Regions from separate parts of the Sus scrofa genome. Here region 1 is linked to region 2. Evidence: chromatin contacts called from public Hi-C data. All regions are on one chromosome and are shown on one strand. The core of a region is the stretch at or near the end of the contact, and the rest is flanking DNA. Distances in the headings are between cores, read along the strand shown.

Region 1 (2,700 bases), core at 100-2,599, 150 kb after region 2:
AACTCTTTTTTTCTTTTTAGGGCAGTACCTGTGGCACATGGAAGTTCGCTGCCATATGTGCCCCAAAGCATGCTTGATCCTTAACCCAAGGAGCAAGACCAGGGATCCAACTGCATCCTCGTGGATACTACTGTTAGGTTCTTAACCCGCTGAGCCACACCGGAAACTCCCGGGGCTGTGATTCTCATTTTGGACCCTGGGTGTGATTTCGTTCGTCGTTGCACAAAACAAATTGCCTGGCAGGTAGTAGGCAGGGTTGTCAGATAAAAAGCAAAAAAACTCTGTTAAGTTTGAATTTAGGCAAACAATAAATTATTTTTAGCTTAAGTATGTTCCACTTATTTGAAATTCAAATTTAACTGGGCTTCCTGTGTTTTATCTGCTAAATCTAGCAGAAGGGTCTCGATAAATATTTGTGGAACAAACGGGATTTTGCTTTGGCTCCGCCCTAAACTTGCGATGTGATCCCTTGGGCAATACTCGGCTCCTGAGACACAGTTCATCCGAGAGGTGGGAGTTCTGGCAGCGACCACGGCAAAGGGATCGCGAAGGGAGGAGAGCGCTGGATAAACTGCCAGAGCAGGGTGGGACCAGTGATCAAGCCTTTGCTGAACCTCCAGCTAGAGAAGCGCCCTCCGGTCCCTTTGCCTGGGCCGGGAAAGCCCCAGCCCCGCCCCTTCACAGCTGTCGCCATGGAAACCCGGGTAGCCTGGAGCCCCGCCCCCAAAAGCCACGCGTTTCCGCTGCGTTGGAGGCTTCTGATTGGACGGCTATCTGGACGCTACCACCAGCCCCGAATCCTCTTAGGGGTGGGGGCGGGATCTCGTCCTCGTGGGACCCTTTCCCTGAAAAACCTGTGCTTGTGGCCTTTCTGGGGGAGGACGGGTTTTATGCCTCACTCAGCGAAAAAGACTAAGTCTCAGGTCGGAAGATGTCCACTGCTCTTCCTAGAGCTTATGTTTATGCCCAGAGAAAGAGGGGGCGGGAAAGTCAGTAACGCCCCCTCAGGAACCTATTCAGTCCCCCAAATCTGGAGCACCGGAAGTGCTGGCGACGTGTCAGTGCGCCCTACCCTAAACCTTCCCCCCAGTCCACCTTTCTTATTCAGCTGCGGAATTCCGGGGCCGCCTGGGCGCTGCACCCTACCACTTCCGCACTGAACCGCCGCTTCAACCGAACTCCCAACCTCTGCGCGCGCTCCCTCTCGTGCCTGATGGTTGGGCTGGCGCCTGGGAGTAGCCACGCCCCTTCTCGCGTGTGGCAGCCAATGGGAGGATGCCTCCCGGCGGGGTGGTGGATAATTAATGAGGGCTGGGCGCTGATTGGATGCAGGGTCGTGGCCGGGGGCTGGGCGCTGGGGTAGGTTGTTCCCAAGGTGGGAGGCGGCACCGTGGCTGAGAAAGAGGCCTGAGAGCGACATGTCCCCAGCAGCTGAGGCACAGCGGCCCGTGGCGCTGTTTTTCTGAGTCCGGGGCGGCCTGGCGGCCGGCTGAGAACTAGGCTCGGCGGAGGCTGCCCCCGCTGTGGTGGCCGCCATGCTGGGCGCCCGGGCGGTTGAGGGAGCCGCTGTGGCGTTCCTGCGACTGCTGCTCCTCCTGCTGCTGCCGGCGCTCCGGGAGCCGGGGTTCGGCGTGGTTGGCTTGGCGGGGGCCGGGCTGCCCGAGAGCGTGATTTGGGCCGTTAACGCGGGCGGGGAGGCGCATGTGGACGTGCACGGGATCCACTTCCGCAAGGACCCTCTGGAAGGCCGGGTGGGCCGAGGTGAGAGCCCCTCGGTAGAGTCTCTGGATCCTGGGCCTGCGTTGCCGGGCGCAGCACGCCGAGGGCTGCGGGCCCCAAGCCCAAGCCACGTCTCTGGAGTGAAGTTTCTCTCTACTGTTTCCTCGGTGACCCGATAAGAGCCCAGAGCTTGGTGCTGATTTGAAGCTACCAAGAGCCTTAGAGTCAGAGTTGGCGAGAAGTTATATTTGGACCTCGCACTCTGCATTTTCGTAACCTCTCACCTCCACGGGAGCTGGGAAAGTAAAGACGAGGGCGGCCTATTGCCACCTCGAGGCCTCACAGGTTTTTCGGTTATCGGTGTCTCTCTCCTGGTGGTTTTGCTCTCCTTTCAAGTCAGTTTCTGGTAGATTCCTGCCGACCCAGAAATCGGCCACTTTTCTTATCTCTTGTGCAGGAGCTGGGCTTGATTCTTAGCCAGAAAAAAAAGGAATTTTGAAGAGGATAGGCCAGGAAAGTTTTGATTGTAGCCTCCTCCCCCACCCCCCTTTGGAGCGAGGAGGGTGTGTGTGCTTAAAAGTAGAAGCTGCAGGCCCTCCCTAGAGGGTGGTTATATTGAAACCTTACTGCGCAGGAGGCTGGTGGTGTTTCAACTGGGTCAGTCAGTGTAAGATCCGAATATTCTATCCGCCAGTGCAGAGAACCTACCCTCAGTGGTCTTGAGAGGTGTGATTCCATCTTATGGGGAAAATGATTTGATTTAATTGATAGAACAGCAGTCATTTTTACAGAGCCGAACAGTTCTCAAAGTCAGTGTAAGAACTGCCAGGAGAGCGGGTGAAAAATGAAAATTTTAGACCTGTAGATTAAACCCAGGTTTCTGCACCAGGGCCTTATGATGTAGGTCATGCCAGACGACTCTGGGAATATCTGCTCTGGACTCTCTGTCTTCTGTCAGTAGGATTGGAAAACAGGTTTAAG
Region 2 (2,700 bases), core at 106-2,605:
TCCCAAGTTGCTGTGGCTGTTGTGTAGGCTGGCAGCTGTAGCTCCAATTTGACCCCTAGCCCGGGAACTTCCATGTGCCGCAGGTGAAGCCCTAAAAAGCAAGAAAACCAAAAGAACAAAAAGCAAACGACCCCCTCCCCCCCATTTTAGGCATTTAAGTGTTGGTTGTTGAAAACCTTGCCCTTGCCGTAACTGTTCCATAAGCTGACAGTTACTGGTGAGATTCTTCCAACCCTTACTATGTGCCCCAAGTAGTGCTAAGAATTTCAAATGCATTAGTTTATTTAATATTCTCAACAAGCATATTAAGTGGTTTCCTTTTATATTTAGTCCCCCTTTTCCGATTAGAAAACTGAGGTTCAAACAGCTAGTAAATGACTGACCCTGCTCCCCAATCCCCCCTTGCTTTTTCTAACCACTTAAGCAGTTAGTCTTCCTAAACTAGAGAAAATACCTCTGAGGGATGCCTTTCTATCCACTTTGGCCCCAGAGATAAATCTCCACCAAGAAACTCCCACAGGAAAGATGGCCTCATCTGAGCAAGATGCCCCACCCTTGACACACACACTCAGGATTAACACTTCCAAATCCATTGGGAAGGTCCTCCATCCCCTTAAAAGGAAGTTAGCATTGCCCAGCAGGGAGGCCCCACTCTTGCGGATAATCTCTTAATTCACAAGGAAACCCTCTCTCATTCTTCAGGACTTCCAAACCACAACCCCCCACTGCCGCCATGTTTCAGAGTAAGTCTGGCTGGCCCAATGCAATATGAAAATGTGGCGTCCCTTTTTAAGACAAATTAATAAGAATTTCAAGAATGAGATCACAGAGCATAAAACCAAACCCCGAGGCTCCTCTTCTGCGACTGCACTGGTCACTTCCCCACGAAGCCGGCCCTGCCTCCCCTCACAGATACCTTTTCAATGAAGGGAATCGCTACCTCAGAATCGGAAAATCCTTTTGACGTGGGGTGGAGGTAGGGAGGAATGTAGGATACCCAACTTCCCAAGACTATCCTTATTGGAGAACACACCCTGGGACAACCTCTGTAAATTGAGAATCACTTCTCTTGGTTTGGGAGGACAACCCCTTCGACTACCCTAGCCGCTGGGTGGTCCTCGCTACTCAGCCACTGCACCACCTTAGGGGTGTTTGGGCCCGCACCGCGTGTGGCCCATTGCCGGGGCAACGGACGCCGAGAGCGGTGCATTGTGGTCTGCAACAAAATGCAGGAGAAAGATCCTGAGGGAACCATTCAGTCCCTGGGCCAATGGGAGAGTCTTAGGGGCTGAGTCAAGCCAATAGGGGCGTTCGGCGGGGGGCGGGGCCGGCGGGAACAGGGCGGGGCTTAGGCACTAGGCGGCGGCGGCTGGAGTGGGGCTGCTTAGATGCGCCACGGCTTCGGTAGCGACCGCCTCTCCCGACGGGTCTGATCCTCCGCAGCCCCTCCCCCAGGAGACCGTTGCAGTCGGCCAGCCGCTGCTACTTGGTAAGGCTCGGGAGGGGGTACTCCGCTACCTGGCTTCGTCCCCCGCAGGGCTTCTTCGGTCCGCGCGGCCGGCGCTTCCTGAGAGGCGGGGTGGGGGGCGTCGTCCCGGGGTGGCGTGGGGCGGGCAGAGCGGGCCTGGGAAGCAGGCGCTTTGCAGACGCAGCCGACACCTCAATTCCTTACCCTTTGCCCGGGCCTTGCCCCCCAGGTAACCATGTGTGACCGAAAGGCCGTGATCAAAAATGCCGATATGTCGGAGGAGATGCAACAGGATTCGGTGGAGTGTGCTACTCAGGCACTGGAGAAATATAATATAGAGAAGGACATTGCGGCCCATATCAAGAAGGTGAGGACAGAGCGCGGGCTGGGGGCTCGGGGAGTTTACGCACAGCTGGGGAGAGTAACAATCTAGTTCCATCTCCTTGATCCTGCGACCCAGCACGCTGCAGAGATCCTGGGGGCACACAAGGCAGCGCGGGTATAGAGGTTTCTAGAAAAGGATGCACATGATTTTTGCGCTTCTCCTGAATATTAGACCCTGAGCGCCCGAAGTTTTTTTATTACCCAGCTCCGCGGGTAAAGCGCCACCTAGCAACGGTTTCTAGGATCAGGGAGCAGCGGCTCTCCTTTCTCCGTGATTGCTGCGCGGAGGATCCATCTGGGTGTTTGGGAGGGGGGAGCTGCGTGGGTGTTTCCAGCAGGACCGGAGGGAGATCTTGCCAACCTCCAGTGGGGAGTCAGTCGGCAGTTGAGGGGAAAGTGGGTGGTAGTGATGGTGGGGGATTGGTAAATGGCAGTCTGTAGAAAGCTGGCAGGCCTGCCAACTTCTCGAGCTCTGTTTTCTAGAAGGGAAGGAAGCTGGCAGCCTAAGCCGTGGGAGGGTTCCAGTGGGGAATGAGACGATGAAAGACTTCAGATGGAACAGAAATAAATATCTTTTGACAAAGGCAGGCATGCATTGGTCTAGTTTATAAGAATGTTTTTCCCCTTAATCTAAAAGATGTCCCTGCTGAAGTACAAGAGTAGCCAAATTTTGCCTAACTCACCAGAGACTTGTAAGACTTTCATAGAGAAAGATTAGTTTTGGCCTCTGCCTAGGGTAACCAAGTGAAAAATTAACACTCGAGGGTGGGCTCTGGAAAATTTGTGGCTGCAATTTGCTATATTTGAGAACCAGGTAGTAGATTAGCACCATCAGTATAGATGGAAGC

Evidence for each region. A called contact is a pair of places that touch in the nucleus more often than the background predicts.
Region 1: a Hi-C map of liver shows a contact between it and region 2, with 2.7 times the contacts expected there. The contact joins the promoter of MLEC here to the promoter of DYNLL1 in region 2. A contact is called at or near these places in 3 of 47 Hi-C or Micro-C datasets (heart right ventricle, liver and skeletal muscle).

What each region holds. Positions count from the first base shown.
Region 1 is chr14:40,600,633-40,603,332 of Sscrofa11.1, forward strand. It overlaps MLEC (malectin), which reads left to right and starts at 1,350. Exons shown (of 5, transcript XM_001928694.6): 1 at 1,350-1,761. The coding sequence starts at 1,536.
Region 2 is chr14:40,454,599-40,457,298 of Sscrofa11.1, forward strand. It overlaps DYNLL1 (dynein light chain LC8-type 1), which reads left to right and starts at 1,356. Exons shown (of 3, transcript NM_001195114.2): 1 at 1,356-1,489; 2 at 1,698-1,835. The coding sequence starts at 1,704.